2 separate regions of the Sus scrofa genome follow, and region 1 is linked to region 2. A link is a contact called in public Hi-C data. All regions are on one chromosome and are shown on one strand. The core of a region is the stretch at or near the end of the contact, and the rest is flanking DNA. Distances in the headings are between cores, read along the strand shown. Region 1 holds the start of TOGARAM1 (crescerin-1). Region 2 holds the start of C1H14orf28.

Region 1 (4,103 bases), core at 1,128-3,627, 52 kb after region 2:
GAGGATGCGGGTTCAATCCCTGGCCTCACTCAGTGGGTTAAGGATCCAGCATTGCCCATTGCTGTGAGCTGTGGTGTAGGTCGCAGATGCAGCTCAGATCCCACGATGCTGTGGCTATGACGTAGGCCAGCAGCTACAGCCCCAATTTGACCCCTAGCCTGGAAACCTCCAAATGTCGCAGGTGAGGCCCTAAAAAGACAAAAAAAACAACAAGTCTGCATAATAATAAAAGTCTGCATCATCTTAATAGAACATACATTAAATGGATGGGATTTATTTTCCACAAAATAACTCTAAAAGACAATTAGTAAGATATGAGATGCTATCAGATCCCACTTCCTAAATATCCACCAGGAAGACTAATGCGTCTTCCAAATCTTCATCAAGGAAATGAAAGGTAACAAATATAAAAATAAATTGCAATCTATAACATAGTGATCTACAGGGCCCCAAGAAAAAGTGTCAAAATTAAGACTCATCTTGTTTTGTTCCAAGGAAAAGTATATAACTAGTTGATTTAAGTATCCAAGCCCCTTGAAAAGTATTATTTACAGAGAGAAGTGGTAATTCTTAAGCTTCTACCATAATTTTGATGATGAAACATTATTCAGGGCTTTCCAAGTTCCTTTTCCTTGTTCTTTGATTACCACACAACTTCCCAAGTTCATGGATACAGGAAAGAGTGCACTGGGTTTTCAACCTGAAAATTCTGATCACTGGAAAGAGTTATCTTCTATTCCAACATAAACTGACATTCTAATGTGTACATTCTGATGTGCACATCATTCTTTTACTTTAGTTTGAATTGAGTTCCTGAAGTCTGAGCATACATGAGTAAAAATATAAATTTGAACTTCTTACATTGGAAATATGATAACTAGACATTCCTTCTCATTGACAACTGCTAAAATCATCTCTCGGGTTTCATTCCCCAGCCCCTGCCCTGCCCTTTACAAAAAAAAACAAGAAAAAATTTGGTTTTATTTTTTGGTCTAATGAAATATCTAGTCAAACCAAATTTAGGCAATTTATTTAAATATCAAAATGACTAATTAAAATTAAAGTAACAACCAAGAATTTAAACCAAAACATATGGACGCATGTTTGCATAAGTCTCATTTACATTTACTCACAAAAGAAAAAAAACCAAAACATAATAATCAAATTGGCTTTAAAACAACACTCAGAAATTATTTTTGAACTTTCATTATCCAGCAACATAATATATAAAGTAGTTTGGCACGCTAAGAATAAAGTATTTAAGAGACATCCCGTGTGTTACAGAACAGGGTAGGAACACTTGCATTTTAAAAGCATAAATTTAAGATTTTAAATAACAGACTTCTTTCATTGGGTCATTCAAAAGCAACTGTATTATTCCCTAAAACAAAAACCAAAAATTCTACCACACTACAAAGAATTCAGCCTCAAATCAGGCACTCTAGCTCCTCAACGGTGTCCGCTTAAGTTTTATTTAAAAGGAAAAAATGCTCACCAAATTCACTGTTTGCCTAAAACAAAGAAATGTCTATTACCAGCTCTAAATCTACAGGGCAGAATTCTCTTAGGACCATGATGCCAAGAACTTCAACCGCAACTGAAACTGTCTTTGCAATCTCCGTTTCCAGGAGACTGAAAGGCTGCAGAGACGCGGGAGGATCCCGCAGGGAGGTTGAAGCGCCGGAGGGAGCGGGAGGGGGAAGGGGTGAGCCCCACAGAGGAACTGCATTAGACTTTGAGAACGTATAAAGGAGACAAGGTTAGCTACAGAAAAAAAATAGATTTATCTTCAGCTCTAAGTAGGTTATGAAATAGAGAACTTATAGTTATGAGCATAAGGAAAAATGACAAAAAACAAACCCAAAACATTAACCCTTCAAGACCAGAGCGTAAGCGAAGTAGGAATCAGGGCGGGGGGGGGGGGCCGCAGGGAAAGTAAGGGCCCAAAACACCAGGTTTTGAAAAAAAAGTACGTAAGCTCGGAACTTGGCCCGGATTTAGATCTCCTGTCCCGGTAAGTAGACGGCAGGAGGAAAGGATCGCACATACGGCTGTAGACTGCAACACGTCTACAACGGTAACTAGCCCTGCACAGGAAGATGTCGTCTCTCCCCCTGCTTGCTACCGTTCATTTCCTTATATCTTACTCCACCACCAGCAGCACTCAAGCAAAACTTTGCACCGCAGAAGCACAGCAAAAAGAAAATACCTGAGTCCCAAGAATCACTCCCGCAGCAACAGGAGGAGGAGCCGTGGACGACTGGAGCCCGGGCAAGATCCTCACTTGCCTCTAGTCAAATCTCAATTCCTACGGGTGGGGCGGGGAACTTCCGCCCGGAGCGAGGAGAGCGTCACTTCCGCTTACTGCCGTCTCCTTTCCTCGCCTTCCCTGCTACAGAGACGTTCACTACGTTCACTCGTTCACTACGTTCGCTACGTTCGCAACACTCTCACTTCCTTTTCCAGAAGACGTCAGCCTAATCCGAATTTCTGACGTAGACTACATAACCCAGCATTCATCACTGCAGGTTAATTTCCGGGTTAAGACGTCCGCTCTGGGTACATCACCATGGAAGCGATCGGTTTGGTCACGTGGTGCCCCTGGTTACGCCCGGTGGCAGCTGTGGGGTCTGGCGCTCCGGCGGGGGCCATTTTGCTGAAGGCAGCCTCAGAGTCAAGCTTGGCAGCTGGTCAAGCTGTTCCTTTTCCTCTTCTGCAGCTTGAGGCTTGGAGAGGAACAAGAAGGCTGGGCTCCATCGAGCCCTTCGGAGACGATGGTTTCCTCCAGCCTCCACTTGACGACCCTCCATGGCGGCTGCGCCCTCCGCGCTGCACCCTCTGCCTCCCCTTCCAGCCCTCGGTGCCTCTCGCCTTCAGAGCCGCAGTCGTCCTTCCGCCTCAGAGACTGATGATAGTCTACGTGGGGGCGCCATGAGAGGCGAGAAAAACTACTGCCGAGGAGCTGCCGGAGACCACGGCTCCTGCTCCCCGACACCTTCGCCTCTGGCCTCGGCCCTCTTGATGCCGGCGGAGGCAGTCTCAAGTAGTTGGTCTGGGTCTGGAGGTGGTTTGTCAGGGGGAGACGAAGAGGAGACTCGGCTTCTTCAACTCCTCCGAACCGCGCCGGACCCTTCCGAGGCTTTCCAGGCTTTGCAGGCTGCTTTGCCGCGGCGAGGCTGTCGACTTGGCTTCCCCCGACGGAAGGAAGCATTGTATCGGGCCCTGGGCCGAGTGCTGGTGGAAGGAGGTAGTGATGAGAAGCGACTCTGCTTGCAATTCCTCTTGGACATTCTTCGGGGTCAGGGGGAGGCAGGCCAGCTGGAAGAGGCCTTTAGCTTAGCACTTCTGCCTCAACTGGTTGTTTCCTTACGAGAAGAGAATCCGGCCTTGCGGAAAGATGCGCTCCAGATCCTACACATATGTCTGAAACGTAGTTCCGGACAGGTGCTGAGAACGCTGATACAGCAAGGACTGGAAAGTACCGACTCCCGGCTTAGAGCTTCCACAGCTCTGCTATTCCCTATCTTGCTTACACCTGAGGATTTGTTGCTCGGCCTAGATCTTACGGAGGTGATAATATCCTTAGCACGAAAGCTTGGCAGTCAGGAAATAGAAGAAGAATCTGAGACAGCTTTCTCTGCTCTTCAACAAATTGGGGAGCGTCTTGGCCAAGAGAGGTTTCAATCCTATATCTCTCGCCTGCCTTCTGCCCTGAGGAGACACTACAATCGCCGCCTGGAGACACATTTCGGAAGTCAGGTTCCTTATTATCTGGAACTTGAAGCTTCTGGATTGCCTGAAGATCCCCTTCCCTGTGCAGTGACTATTTCCAACAGTAACCTTAAATTTGGGATTATTCCTCAGGAGCTGCATTCAAGATTGTTAGATCAGGAAGACTATAAGAACCGGACTCAGGCCGTCGAGGAACTAAAACAGGTGATGGGACGCTTTAACCCTAGTTCCACCCCTTATTCTAGTCTTGTCGGTTTCGTTAGTTTGCTATATAATTTGTTAGACGATTCTAACTTCAAAGTGGTTCATGGCACACTTCAAGTCCTGCATTTACTGGTTATTCGCCTTGGAGAGCAGGTACAACAGTTCTT
Region 2 (4,409 bases), core at 548-3,047:
CGGCGTTGCCGTGAGCTGTGGTGTAGGTTGCAGACTCGGCTCGGATCCTGCGTTGCTGTTGCTCTGGCGTAGGCCGGTGGCTACAGCTCTGATTCAACCCCCAGCCTGGGAACCTCCATATGCCGCGGGAGCGGCGCAAGAAATAGCAACAAAAAAAGACAAAAGACAAAAGACAAAAAAAAAAAACAGCAATTCAGGTGTCAGATTTTGAACAGAGCAGAAAGGATGCAGAATGGAAATCTTGGTTAAAGGTCTCAGTAAGACCTTTAACAGAGTGGAATCTTAGCTAAAGGTCTCTTGTGAATTATCCAAGTACGCAAGGATCCATGCCTCACCAGACTTCAGCAGAATTTAATAAGCCATCTCCCTGTTATTCTCCAGAAATGGTGACGATAACCACTACCGACTCTGTTTTCAGGAAGACAATGATCCAATAAGTATAAAATGAATTCCATGTCGTAAGAGAGATTTCAGTTAAACACCTAATCCATACTTATAAACATTTTTAAAGGGCTTTCTCCTTACAAGATCGTTTTAGTATCGAGAGTGAACTGTTTGTATGTGAATTCCAATACAGATACAATACACTCATTATTTTAAGCCTCAAAGCCTGAGTTTCCTCAGCTGTGAAATGCCGTAAGAAATAAGAAAAACTAGGAAACTAAAAAGAGCAGATTTTTGCCAGAATGATTAATTCTTCCTTTTTGGGCAGCCTCTTCTCCCTCTGCTCTGAGAGGTTTCCATTTCTTCCCAACTCCACCAGCAGTAATTATCTTGAATGAGTCAAGCTTCTCTCCCAGAAGTTCCATCCCTCTATCACTAGACTTCTCAAGAGAGGTCCAAGAGGTAGGTCCCTGCCATATCCCTGGCTAACCATTAAATTCGTCAAGAAGATGTCCAAGACTCTGCCACACTCAGCTGTGAATGCAGACCATACTGATGCGCTGGGCTGGGCTTAAATGCCGTGCATTTTGGGCTGAGTTTATTGTGTATTCTGTGCATCGTGTATTCTAGAAGTTGAGCTTCACTTTCCAGACATTTTTTATTGCACAGCTAAACCGACAGTATTTCAACAGCATCCTCATTTCTAACTGCGGGTGGAGGTAATTTTCCAGGATGGCCTGTGTTCCCTGTAAGCAGAACCATGTTGGCTGTGAGCCTTTTAGGGAGGATACAAGAACCAAGACCTACTGAACAGGAATAGTGGTTGGGTTGGGCCCACAGACTAGCATTAAGCATCTATAGCTTCAATTTCCAGTTGTCTATGTGTGGGACTTTATCATCTCCAAAACTCAATTTTTTCATCTCTATAATGGGGCTAAAGCCACCTAATTTTTTTAAGTGTTATTAACTTCCATGATAAATTACAGTACGTTGGCCAATTCTTACCTTAAACTATTAAAGACAGCGTTTAACACAGTAATTCAACTTTTTTCCCAAACTTATACCTAAGTCAAAAAGCTTCCATAACCATAAATTACTAAGAAAACAAAGCTTTCCCTTTTTGAGTTTAAGAATATGAAAAGACCAGACCTAGAAACAAGCCAAAATCAAGTTAAGTCCTAAAATGGTACGAACCTCAAAAAGCCAGGCAAGGTTTGCCTACAAAGCTCCGCCTCCGTGTAAACCCTGCCCACTTCCGGCTACCCCACCCACTTTCTGACAGTGGAATACCGCCCCTCTCTGCGAGGTCCCGCCCCCTACAGCTGATCCTGGTGCCCATTGGGCGAATGTGGACGCTGTGTACACACCCAACACACGCACTTTTGGCAGGGGCGTCTTCGCGCCTGCGCAGCAGCGTCGTCAGGCAGCTGTGAACAGGGGAGTGGGGACTGGGGGGAGGGGGGCGGAGGTCAGGCCGAACCTTCCTCCGTAATAAGAAGCTACGCGTCCCGCGGTCCTGGCTCGGTGGGTCCGGTCGGATCGGGCCTGGGCGCTGGAGCTGCTGTGGCTCCCGCCGCGGCGGGTGCGATGGAGGCCGTACCGGAGCCCAGCGGTCACGCCGGGGGAGGCCGAGACAGCCGGCGGTGCTGGTAGATGAGGCGGCGGCGGTGGCGGCAGCACGGACTCTCCATGAGCAAGCGGAGGCGGCGACGGGTGCGGCGGCACCGGCGGTTTTCGGTCCCCGAGGAGGTACGAAAGTCGGCTTCCGGATGAACGGAGACTGGCTCCTGTGGGAATGCCTTCCACATACAGGCCCTCCCGCCCATTACCCGCAGCCCCAGGCGGGCAGGGGACGCCCATCCCTTTCACCCGCTTCTGGTTTGGAGACCCGCCGCTCGTGCGGGGCCAGCCCTCAGTGCCGGGCCTCCCCCTGCGCTCTGGGCCGGGGGCGGGGTGGGCGTGGCCGGAGTGCGGCGGGCGGAGGGGGGCGCACACCGCCACCCCAGCGGGTCCCTGCCCTCAGACCCGCGCTGCTTCGAGCTGGAGCGCGTGGCCGCTTTATAGATTATTTCGGGGCGCTGATTCGGGAACGAACCCTTAGGACCCTCGAGCTCTTAGGGAGCCCGACATTCAGTGCCTTGGGCAAATGGTCTGGTGCTCACGACCCGCGTGGGGTGGTTTGCTACCCTTTGAAATGACCCCAAAAGAAAGGTGTCGTTTTGCCAAGGAAATAGAGGTCTGGTGCGCTTTCTATGTTTATTCAAACAGGAAGGCCTGTTGAGGCAGGAAAATAAAGCCAGCAGGGTGCCTTCTCTATGGCTTCTAAATCAGTGCCTAACGAAACAATGTTTTTGATATATGGCCAAAACTTAAGGCAATTTAAGTAAAGCTCTTTGCAGCTATTTCGCCATCTTTTTAAGTCATTTTTATTGTCATTTGCTTTGAAACAAATCTGCTCATTCATACAGAAGCAAAATTGTGTCCTCTAGTTCTTTTAATCCTCTCTTACCCCCTCCCTTTTTTTCCAGAAAAAGGCTGGAGAAGTTAGTTTCATTTTGTATGTATGTGTGTATAATTGTAGTTAATTCTCCTAGAGTGTAACTATTGCTTTACAGAGCTATAGTTGCTCATTTGTAATGTCTAAAAGATAATTTGGCCAAAAATACTGCAGAAATTTACAATTTCTTTCCAATGCAATATTTAGGAATCTGAACACAGAGGCTTAATATGTAACCTTGCTACAAAGTTCTTTAAAATTCAATAGATATCAATCAAGCCACGAAGAAAGTTATTTTTATTTTTAAAGTATTTAAGTGTTTTGTGATTTTTAAATAATCTGCTCTGGAACATGTCAGTTCCTGTTAAGAGGGAACTGAGTTTGTGGTTTCCTAGGCTCTAGATTTGCCACGCCCTCTTATTCCTGAGTGGTTGACTACAGCCAACATGTTCGCTATATATAAACATTTACACTTCAGACTAAATATAGTGTTGAATATTTTAGAGTCCACAGTATCTTGCCAGTTGAAAATACTGTGTGCGTGTGTGTGGAAACTGAATTTTTAGTCTGCCAGTGTTGCAAAATAGGTTTGAACGTAATTCTTTAGTCAAATAAAACACATAGGTCTGCAGCTTTGAGTGTTGGATTCATACTGTGCTTGGGAGGATGTGGCACTTGAAAAGATAAAGTAAGACACTGACCTCAGCCACTAATTTCTGTTTCTGTTCTTCAGATGCTTCCCTTTTTCATAAAAAAACTCATTTCCATAAAAGTAACATATTGGGAAACCCTATGGTATTCTTAGTTTAGGCACTTGTTTGTACCAGATAAAGTAAAGCAGTATTTCAGTTTGGTTTCATTAGGACCTTATTCTTTAATTTTTTTAAATTTTGCTGTATAAAACATGCATATGACACCAACATGTTTATTAGAATACTGTCAGTGACTTTAAAAACAAAATGCTTAGCTATCCTCAAGATAGAGGTAAGATGGATGCCATTTCAAATAGGGAGTTCATTTCCAAAACATGCAGAGAGGGGAATCAGGATAATTATCAAGTTCTCAATTAGATCTTCACAGAATGGCCTCCGTAGTTAAAATTATAGACTATCTAGCATGGTCCTCAATTGCAAGTAAAAACCCCAAAGTGTATAGAAATGATTTTTGTGTTAGCTCTGCTACTATTCAATTAAGTTCTTAGGATTACTCTTCATATGTTATCTTTCAAAGCCAACTGGCTGAAATTCCCCTTGTGTCTCAGCAGGTTAAGAACCTGACATAGTCTCCATGAGGATATGGATTAGATCCCTGGCCTCGCCCAGTTGGTTAAGTTGCTCCAAGTTGCAGCATAGGTTGCAGTGCGGCCCAAATCCAGTGTGGCTGTGGCTGTGGCTGTGGCCTAGGCTGGCAGCTGCAGCTCCTATCCAGCCCCTAGCCTGGGAACTTCCATTTGCCACAGGTGCTGCCATGAAAAGAAAAAAGAAAAAAGAAAAAAAAGCCAATTGGCCATTATTCTATAGCCTAAGAA

The links. A called contact is a pair of places that touch in the nucleus more often than the background predicts.
Region 1: a contact with region 2 is called in a Hi-C map of skeletal muscle, with 4 times the contacts expected there. The contact joins the promoter of TOGARAM1 here to the promoter of C1H14orf28 in region 2. A contact is called at or near these places in 10 of 47 Hi-C or Micro-C datasets (adipocytes, alveolar macrophages, blood and 5 more) and 2 of 2 datasets of contacts at active chromatin or transcription factors (alveolar macrophages and skeletal muscle).

Annotation. Positions count from the first base shown.
Region 1 is chr1:175,195,795-175,199,897 of Sscrofa11.1, forward strand. TOGARAM1 (crescerin-1) reads left to right here and starts at 2,378. Exons shown (of 22, transcript XR_002346627.1): 1 at 2,378-4,103. KLHL28 (kelch-like protein 28) reads right to left here and starts at 3,383. Exons shown (of 5, transcript XM_001926290.5): 1 at 2,210-3,383.
Region 2 is chr1:175,144,121-175,148,529 of Sscrofa11.1, forward strand. C1H14orf28 reads left to right here and starts at 1,798. Exons shown (of 5, transcript XM_003480458.4): 1 at 1,798-2,133.